2 separate regions of the Mus musculus genome follow, and region 1 is linked to region 2. A link is a contact called in public HiChIP or PLAC-seq data. All regions are on one chromosome and are shown on one strand. Each heading gives the region's core, a stretch centred on a gene start, on an enhancer-like site or on the middle of the called end of the contact. The rest is flanking DNA. Distances are from core to core; before and after follow the strand shown.

Evidence for each region. HiChIP or PLAC-seq counts read pairs in DNA pulled down with a chosen protein or histone mark.
Region 1: an H3K27ac HiChIP or PLAC-seq map of microglia shows a contact between it and region 2, with 6 times the contacts expected there. The contact joins the promoter of Bnip1 here to the promoter of Cramp1l in region 2. A contact is called at or near these places in 1 of 39 promoter capture datasets (liver) and 1 of 115 datasets of contacts at active chromatin or transcription factors (microglia).

Annotation. Positions count from the first base shown.
Region 1 is chr17:26,778,145-26,782,980 of GRCm38.p6, forward strand. It overlaps Bnip1 (BCL2/adenovirus E1B interacting protein 1), which reads left to right and starts at 2,935. Exons shown (of 6, transcript NM_172149.5): 1 at 2,935-3,032. The coding sequence starts at 2,949.
Region 2 is chr17:25,013,541-25,018,720 of GRCm38.p6, forward strand. Cramp1l (cramped chromatin regulator homolog 1) reads right to left here and starts at 1,690. Exons shown (of 21, transcript NM_020608.3): 1 at 1,587-1,690; 2 at 148-485. The coding sequence starts at 484. Ift140 (intraflagellar transport 140) reads left to right here and starts at 2,546. Exons shown (of 30, transcript NM_134126.3): 1 at 2,546-3,364.

The DNA.
Region 1 (4,836 bases), core at 1,685-4,184, 1.8 Mb after region 2:
AATAAGAGCCTCAGCTACTATCAGGCCCAGTGAGGGTGGTGGCCTTGTCCCTTCTACAGAAGAGTCGACAGCACTCAGATGATAGGACAAGCCCTATATCCAGGCAAGGGTAATACAGTTCAGTTCATACTCTAATCTGCCTGAGGCGTTCTGAGGATAATTCATATTTACCTCAGGTTTGCCAGGCCAGTATTTGAAAGAATGCCCATGCAGAGGAAAGCAAGCTGTTTAAAATGTGAAAGTCAAAGATCTGAAGCTAGTCAGTGTAGAGGAGTTCAGAGACAGATACTGAACAAAAGGAGCAAGATTAGAAGGGATTCAGGGCTGGTGCAGGGGGTATGTGACTGCTCCTTCAAGACAGCCTCCAGCTTAGGGTTGTCTTACTGGAACAAAATGGCTTGGAAAGAAGAGAGATGGGGAGCTCCTTGCTTTGACTGCTGCAGACACAGCTGATTGCGTAGAAATTTCCCCAAGAAGGATGATGGGCTAGGATCCAAACACATGAGAACAATTTGTCCAGGGCTGACTGTGGGTTTTCTCCAGTGTCTTCAGTGGGGAGCTTTACCCAGAACATTGCAGTGATTTGAATGGCAACCTAGTTCTTTTAAAAGTTTTTCATCTTAAAATAGTGCTTGAATTAAAGAACAGAAAATGTACTAAATTGAAAGAAAAGTGTACTATGGAGAATACAGAAGAAACTTGAATGAAAACACACACTGGATTCCAGAGCAGGACCTGTCAACAACTTAGGAGTTACTGGCACTGAGTCACATTGAGAATGTGACTCCCATCTTAACAAACAAACCAAGAATATGTTAAAGTAGTGAGAGAAAAATAGGTGGGAAATATGTTGTAGTTGGAAGAGGATAAATCAAGTATTCAATCCTCTATCATACAGAAGTCTCTGTATAGAAACATTCAGAGCGTGAGTAGACGGGCAAGTAGAGTAGAGTTTGAAAGTAGTCTGGAATACACAGAAAAACAGGATGGTCAATGTGGCATCCAGAACCGAAGTGAAACAAACGGGGGGCCCTTTAGTGTTGAAGCCACTAAGTAACCTAGAAAGTGTGAAGCTGGTTCTGCGTCTCACACTGTGAACCACATATATTTCAAAATGGCTAAGCATACAAGTGGGTTTTTAAAGAATAAGCAGTAGACAGACACGCTGATCCTTGTAGAAGAGGAAGGACTTTTTAACATAGACCCAAGTCCAGAGTCATGAAGATCTCCCAATGCTATGCAAAATTATGGAAATTTAAATCCTCTTTAAGGCAAAAAAGCACCATCAGCAAAGTCAGAGTCTACAAATTCTGCAGCTCATGTGAATACTAATCTCAGTCTCATTCATTATGAGAGATGCAAAAGAAAGGAGTTTTTTTGAAAAAGAGACAAAATGATAACACCAGTGTCAGCACACCAAGCTGGTAGGGCTATAAGGAAATAGGCATTTCCACAGTTTTGCTCATGCAGTGTAAACTGATATAACCAGTATGACGAAACAGGCTTCACACCACAGTCCTGGCTGGCTTGGAACTCATGGGGATCTCCCTGCCTCTACCCCTTGAGTGCTGGGATAAAGTCATATGCTACCACACCCAGATAAAAAGGATATAGGAAAGCTTGTGTGGAGCTAAAATGCATGTCTAGTAGCTGCGGTGTTAATCAGTGCCTGTAATTCCAGCAGTTCTAGGTCATCCTTGGCTACATAGGTAGCTGGGAACCAGCTTGGGCTCTGTGAGACCCTGCCTCAGAAAAGCAAAGAAAATACTTAGGGCCTTTCACCTGTCCCGTGTGTTCTGTCATCGTCCTCCACCCCCTCTTCCTTCCACTTCTATAGCCTAACAAATCAAGTGCAGCTGCTGGGCAGAAGCATTTCATAGAAAATGGCCGCACGTAGGGAAGTAACTCCCAGAGTGTTTCTTAACAGTACATGTATAGCAACTAGTGAGCACTGAGTTCAATGCTACATTATCAACACCTCATTCCATCCTCTAGGTGACCTAACTTAGGAGTGATGCTACTGAGGAAACTGATTACAAGCCTGGAATCCAGGCCTTTGATACTTGCAGCCAGCTACTGAGCACCTTTTAGGAAGTGGGTGGTACAGGGTGCTTTGGGACAGGTAGGCGTGGAGACTGGGGGCTGTGTGTGCAGTTTGAGAAAAACATTTTAAAAAGAGGGAACCCATATCCAAGACGACAGAGCCTGGAGAATCCCGGAGGGTGGGGGAAAAGTGTCCAGTGGTGTTGAGGGCTTAAGAAATAATAATTTTAAAAAACACTACCCTTCTTTGAGGTTTGCACTGACATTGTTTCTATCACACCACACAGTCAGAACTACTCCTATGAGATACTTGGAATCCAATTCTACACAAAGGGCAGGACCAGAGCCATAGAAATGTGTAAGGACAACAATGCAGGATCATGGTTGTACTAATGGAGGTGCCCCAGTGACCTGTATTTAAGTCTGCACCTTTACAAGTTTTGTGTCTTCCTCCATAATGCATACCTACTGTATACATTTTGCTTTAAATTTTAAAGAAAAAAAATGTAACTTTGGTGACATCCGAATTGATCCTTTTTTTTTTTCCATCCAAAAGGTCACTAGAATAGCGGGTTGTTGTTGTATCTCTAGTACTGGGAACAAACCTGAAGGCCATGTGGCATGCCAGCCTATCATCACCTGAGTTGTATTTTCCCCTCCCCCCCACCCCAACTCTAATGGTTCTTCATAATCACATTCCACTTTTCCGTTTAGTAGGAGCAGACCAGAGAAGCTGTGCGTGTTCTACGTGACAAGAAAAGTTTCAGGTCTGGACTCTTGACCTGGTTTGATCCACACGGGGTCTCCCGCAGCATCACATTTGAAGAAGTACGGAAAGGCGGGCAGGAGCCACGTGAACGCGTTCAAGCTTGGCTGCTGCCGCTCGCCGTAGCCGCATTTCCAACATGGCGGCTCCCCAGGATGTCCACGTCCGGATCTGTAACCAAGAGATTGTCAAATTCGACCTAGAGGTGAAGGCGCTTATCCAGGTACAAATTCTTAGGCTCCTGTCCGGCTCTCGATGGCCGCCTTGACATCTTCCAGAATATTCGCGCCTGGTCCGGTTCCAGGATGGCTCCTAAGGCACCATTCGGTCGGTTCCCCGAGATCACTGACCTTCAGGCTTTTCTTTTGTGAACTGTTGGTTTGCCCACCCCTGAGTTACCCTAACACGCCGCTCCCTTTCCTTGGACTGCAGCCGTGCTGGGCTAGCCCGCCCACCCGCATTCTCGGCTGTAGCCCCGCCCCACCCCTCGCCCTGCTCGCCTCCCACGCCCACTTCCCTAAGTTAGGGACCCTGAGGCACCCAAAGCCACCTGGCCCGACAGTCCCTGCCCGAAGCTAACTAAGTTAACCTGGGACGTGGTTGTAATTTTTTGAACAAAGAATTCAAATATTGTGCAAGATCCTGGGTCAGAAGGCAGGCAGTGCCAGTATTAGGACCTGGATGGGGAAAGCCAGCCTAGGAAAATCATTTTAGAGCTTCCCTACCCGGAAACAGACTGGAAAATGAGGCGCTTATCTGGAAGCAGGTCTTAAGTAGGAGACAGTAGTGCAGGAACACAAGCAAGAACAGGGAATGTAGAAATGGCTCCAGAGTTTGGCAAAAAGAACCCAACCGGCTCAGAATACAAGCTGTGACAGCAAATAAGGAAAGGGTAGGGGTGTGACTCCGCTGGTGAGGACTTTGCCCAGCACTGGGTTCGCCATCCCCAGTGCTGCATAAATGGGCTGTGCCTAGCTGTTGGGGTAAGCTTGGCTTTACTAGCCCCTATAAAAAGGAGCATGGAGAGTAGTGCTCTCTGGTAAGCCAGATGTACACTCTGCCACATTAGCAGTTTATCCTGTGCTGTGAGGAAGTGTTGATTTTGTGAGTAAGCTAGAGAACAGGTAAAGAAACGCCGCAAACTTTACTCCTGAGATGTGCAAACAAAAAAAATGGGCCAATTCTAGAAAAATAAACAAGATTTATACAAGTGAGATTACCAGAGGCTGGGGGTAAATTTAGCTCAGAGTAGAGTTAAAGTTTAGCCATGTGCAAGGCTCTAGTTTCAGTCCTCAGAATGCACATGTAAATACATATACATACATAACACAGAGTTGCTAGGGTAGTGGCTCTAGCACTTGGGAGGCATAAGCAGGACCATCATGCATTTGAGGCCAGCCTGTACTACATAGAGTCTTCAAAAAAACAAAACAAAAAAACCCTTATATCCAAAATTTGAAAAGTTGGGTTTTCATATTATATCATAATATAAAATTATGTAATAGCATCATAATACTTCATATTATCATAGTTTCCTGTTAGGTAGGCCTCTGGTGACATATGTGTTTTGGGTTCTTATGGTTACTAGTGAGTAAGCATAGCCCCATACATTGTATTCTTTCAGTGTTCCAGCTATTCTGCTAAGTGTTCTACACAGAGAAATACCATCTTGACGTAGGTAAGGTGAAGAAATGGAGGCACAGAGAACTGAAGTTTTCCAAGACTGCACTAATAAATTGCTATACGCAGGATTTGAATATATGTAGCTTAAGTCTAGAACCTGCTCTAAAATTTGGCTCTCATAATTCTGACTTTCTTTCCAGAAGCAAATTCTCAGTTCATCTTTAAACGTTTTTGACTTGCGACAGATGGTTTGTAAAAATCAGACTAAATTAACTTTGTTACAGGTCACTAGGGATTTAGTTGGAAGGATCTGAACTTACAGTATTTTTTAGATGTCTATTTCTGTTGAACATGGAAGCTGTTTAAGCCTTTCCTAGTGGCACTTTGTTAAACATCTAAGACGA
Region 2 (5,180 bases), core at 440-2,939:
TCTCTTGCCCAGAGAAAGGACAATATCACTGCCCTGTATGCTAATATTAAGAGGAAAGCAACAGCCTCCAAGGAATGGAAGGGGGCACGTGCCCCTGCAAGTGCCACCCGAGGAGGTCTTGTCAGACGCCACAGGATAGGTCCCTACCTTTTCCTCGCGGCCCGGAACCGCTGGCACCACCACTGCCCAAAGCACAGGGTGCGTCCTTCCTGGGCCTCTTGCTCTGGGGTCGCACGCTGGACCTTAGGAAATGGTGCTGGTCCTGGGGGCTGCCCTGCGGTGGAGACGGGGTCGGCAGCCCTCTGGGTGGCGCGGGGGCTCCGGAGGCCCGAGGGGTCTGCCCGTCCCTCTTTGTGCTGCTGCTGTCCGCCGCGTCCGCGCCGCCGGGCCCCTCTCCGTCCAGCGACTCCTCATCGGCCGTCCGCTTGCCCAGCTTCTTGAGCCCTTCCTCCCCGCTGCCGGCGTCGCCCAACTTCACTGTCATCCTGCGGCGAGAGAGACGAGGAGCGGTGAGGCGGGCGGCAGGCAGAAGTTTACCGCCGGCCTCCCAACATGGCGGCCGTTGTTTGTTCCAGCGCCGCCCGCCGCCCGCCGCCCGCCCGAGGGCCCACAGAGTGCTGAGCCCGACCGGACCGGGACCCCGCCCCGCCCTTGGATGCCCCTAACCCAGGTAGACCAACACAGCCCGGAGCCACGGAAGGCACGGCAGCATGACCTGGCCTCTGCGCTTTGGGTCCCGCAGTACCGCCGTCCCGCCACCACCTAACCCAAGGAGCCGCAGCTCATGGCCCCCAGCTTGATCCCGCCTCGCTCCCCGCACTGCCCGTGCCTCCCCTCTGCTCCCGAGCCACGCGCGATCAAGCCGCGCACCTGCCTATTGCAACGGCCCGCGCTGCCCTCCGAGCCCCTAGTGCTCCATAGGCCAAAACTGCCGCTCCCTCCAAAGCTGGCATGCAAGAGAGAGACTCTGCACTCCGGAAACCTTCCCAGGAGGGAGATGGCCCGACTACACCTCTCATTCAACAAAGCCTGTTGCATAGAACAGGTTAGAGAACACCGGAAAAGTGACAGCAAACACTGTTATGTTCCAGTCGGATCTTAAGAATAGGAACTGAACTATGTAAACAATTCTGGAAACAACAAAATTCTTGCTTTAACTTCTACCACTGTCATAAGATATCGATAAGCAAAATAATAATTATCTGTAGCTAGGAGAAATTATACTCAGAATAAACTAAAGTTCAGGTACATTCCAACATCTTAAGACAGGCTGTGTACATGATGAAGCAGGACAGAGAAACACTCCGTTCTTTAGCAGACGCTAGGTCCAACATAACTGTTGAAAACATTCCACTTAAAAAGAAAAGCAGACAGAGCAAGGTACCAATGATAACAAAGAAACAGACTGAAGGTAAAGACAGAGATGTAAAACTCGAAGTAACACCATAAAATGGTGCTGCCAAAAACGGTGTGCAATTTTCCTGTTTGGCACTGATCTTTCAAATACTACCTTAAGAAAACCCTGGCACAGAACCACACAAGACACAACCCCACGCTAAATGATTTTATGGCACAAGACTTCGAACCTATTCACTTTTAACCCCCTCACCACGGTTCCCAAAACCCTGTCATTGTGCTAGGGAGCGAAACCCATTCCCAGAACCAGCACTGCCAACAGCACCAAGCAAAATGCATCAATCCAACAGGACCCACTCGCCGGCGCGCTGGGCCCTGTCCCCAGGCACATTCCGGTCGTTCCCCAGAGGCGGTGGACTCCATAGGAGTCCGTCACCGAAACCCGTCACTTCCTGACCGTGGGAGGCGCGGGCACTGTGGGCCTCGTCCCGGCTCCACACCCTTTGTCCCATTTCGGGTGGGAGAAGCTCGCACCTTCCTGAGGAGCTGACCGCTGGCTGCACGCGGCGCAGCCCACGAATACCGCGGCCCCTCCGCGGATCCCGAAGGCTCCCAAGTGCAGCCTACGGTCACCTTTTTCATCCACGCTTCCCGGCAGCCTGGCTCCCGGATCCCGGGCCTCCGCAGAACCGACCGGGCCCGGCAGCTCCGGCTGCGGCGAAGCCGCGACGCCGGGCTGGTGGTCAGGTGTCAGGCGCGGTCACCAAGCACTGTTCCCCTTCGCAAGACCTCTCCGTGGACTGGCGCGCGGCTAACAGGGCTGACGGCACCGGTGCAGCCGCCACTCGCCCTCCCACACCCGGGACGCCGCGCTCTAAACAGTTCCGGCTACGGCGGCCGCCGGGGACCTGAAGTCGGCGCCGGAGCGGGGAGGGGCGAACGTCCCGCAAAAAAGACGAGCACGTCCAGCTTTTCTGCGGGCGCGCCCAACCAGCTAGGCTGCCATTGGTCAGCAGGCGTTACGTGCGCGCGCCCGCACGATGTACAGGGGCGGGCCCGCAACGTGGGGCGTGTTGTGACGGCAACCTCGCGCCCTTGCGGATCATGCGTCTTTTCCGATTGGCCAACCGACAGCCAATAGGATCAGCGTGCTGGCTGTGATTGGCTGAGACTATGTTGACGGATGCGTGAGAAGAAATCACCGCCTCAGCGGGGCGTCTTGAAGCGCGCGGGAACTCGGGTGGGGACTTTGCACTTTGAAAACAGGTTTAAGACCATAAATGTATCGTAGCATAGTCCACTAACACTTTTCCTATTCGAAGCGATAAGGAAATGTGTTTTTAAAACTCTAATGCTTATGCATGTGGCGTTTGAAAAAAGTATCCCAGTTTGCAGGAGGTCCCCGCCTCTGGTTATCCCCTTGGCTCATTGGCGTGGACCGTGCTACTGCGCCTGCTCTTCAGCGACACTCGCCGTTGGCTAACACTGGCTAAAGTGCACACGGTCACCCAGGGAACCCTGTGCCTAGCTGCTGCAAGCCTCTGCTGAGTACCGCTTGCAGCGGTCTCTCGAGGCATCAACGCGCCACGCGCCGGGGCGGTGTCCGGTACTCAGAACGTTCCAGAGAAGCTCTCGAGCCGCGCCTCCCCATCCGATGCAATGCAACTAAGCTCCGCGAGGTGCCGACTGATGGCCTGCGTGGGGTAGGCAGGATGAACTCGGGGAGAAAAGTATTAGGAGCCTTGACGCAGCTTGCCCCGAGTAGCAAATAGATCTGGCCCACCCATCAGCGGAAAACCCAAACTGGTCCTAAAGTGGGCCTAAGACTCAGAGCTGCGCCGGGAGGTACCGACTGTTTTCGGTTCTTTCCGCCGCAAGTCACCAGTGGTCGTTTCGGGAGGCATCGGAGGCGCGGCTGTCCCTCGACTGCTTCCGCTTTCTTTACCGGCGTTGTCCGGGCAACACGGAGGCACAGGGAATCTGGCGAAGTTAGATTCCTATACCTAAGGTGCAGAGGGGTCTGGGGCTGGACCGGGGAGTGGCAAGAGGTGGGATGGGATCGACCTGGGACCTAGAGATGACCTGCCAGGACCCTCTCGGTTCCTCTCTGTGTGCTGGCTTCACATTGTCTCTCTGCACAATCCTAGAGCCCCCTGCTGGACTTTTGAGTTGCGGCGTGAGTCCCCCCCGCCCCCCAATGCATTTAGTATGAAGCTGGGGGAAGACAAAAAAGCCAAAATCCTCTGCTTGGTTAATCTTTGGGTGGCTTGTAAAGATAACATGACCTGAATGGACCACCTTGAACTACACTGTCCTTCAGTAATGTCTACATGATGCAGCTAGTGATCTTATTCTGGCCCAGAGAGCTAAACTTTACATCATTGGTCACTATCCCGAAAGGCTACTTTAGAACCCATCCTCTTGTTGAACAAGAGACTCTAAAAGGAGTATCTTGTCTTTAAGCCTACTTGTTAGTATGACTCCTTGGGCATAATGAATTTGACCTGCTTTCCTAAGAGTTGGCATGATGGAGGCACTCACCTCTGAAAATAATTGAATATAAAAATACTCAGTATAAAAATGAGGATCAGTTGACTGGAAAAAGTGAAATTGGCCTTTTCTTGTTTTATGGCCTACATACTTGAAACTTGTTCCTGATCTAAGGACATTAACAGATTTTTAAATAACTTTTGTGTGTGTGTGTGAGCATCAGCTTCCTAAAGTTGACTTAATATCTTTTTAATTATTTGGCTAATTCTCATTTTAAAGCATAAGTGCTGTGCTCAGAAGTGCCTCATACGTTTAATCCCAGGACTTGGGAGGCAGAGGCAGGCAGATATTTGTGAATTTGAGGCCAGCCTGGTCTACAAAGCAAGTTCTAGGACAGCCAGGGCTACATAGAGAAACCCTGCCTTGAAAAAACAAAACAAATGAATGAAAAAAAAAAAAACCTTAAGCACAAGCGAAAGAAAGAATGAATAGTTAGAACATTGTATAAAATGGACATACTGAAGTTGACATGTTGCCCTTTTTAAAAAAAAAAAAAGAAAAGATTTTTCTTATTTTGAGGCAAGATCTCACTATGTATCTTTGGCTGCCTGGAACTCACTGTAGTAGACCATATTTGCCTCAAACACATAGGGACCTCTGCTTCTTCTGAGCTGGAATTGAAAGCTTGTGCCACCATAGCTGGCTTACTTTTAATGTGTATATGTACAGGCGAGGCCAGTGGGGCATCAGATCCCAGAGGAAGCTGCCTGATGTGAGTGCTGGGAACTGAGCTCATGTATCTGGAAGACTCTCCTAACCACAAAGCCATCTTTCCAGCCCATGCAACAAATTAAATGCAGCCTCTCCCCCATCACTGTCGCTTGGTGGTCCTGACTGTCCTCTACTAAGTCGTAGCTAGAAGACGTTCTTGGGCTTTTTGGTTTCCATGAAGTTGAACGCTGTTTTTCTCTGTAGAGATGTTCTTTGATGGGTAGTTTACTTTTATTTTGTTTTAATGTTTTCTTTGAAAGTATCTGTGTACATTGAAACGATACTTATCGAATGAGAATGATCAAGAATTATTTGAAACACCACCCCCCTCCCCCCGTTTCAGTACTTGCTACTTGCATTCTCTGTTTAGTTCTCTCTTTGATAGCAATGAATTTTACTTCTTTTCCAGCACACCGTGGGTCATGCCAAGTTTAATCTTTTGCTTCTAATTTTATAGTTTTCCTTAATAGAATAATCTCTAACAAATGAATTGGCTTGCATTCATTTAAGAAACATTTTAAAGCTGCTACGTGTCCTTGTAGGTTTGCTTCCATTTTGTAATT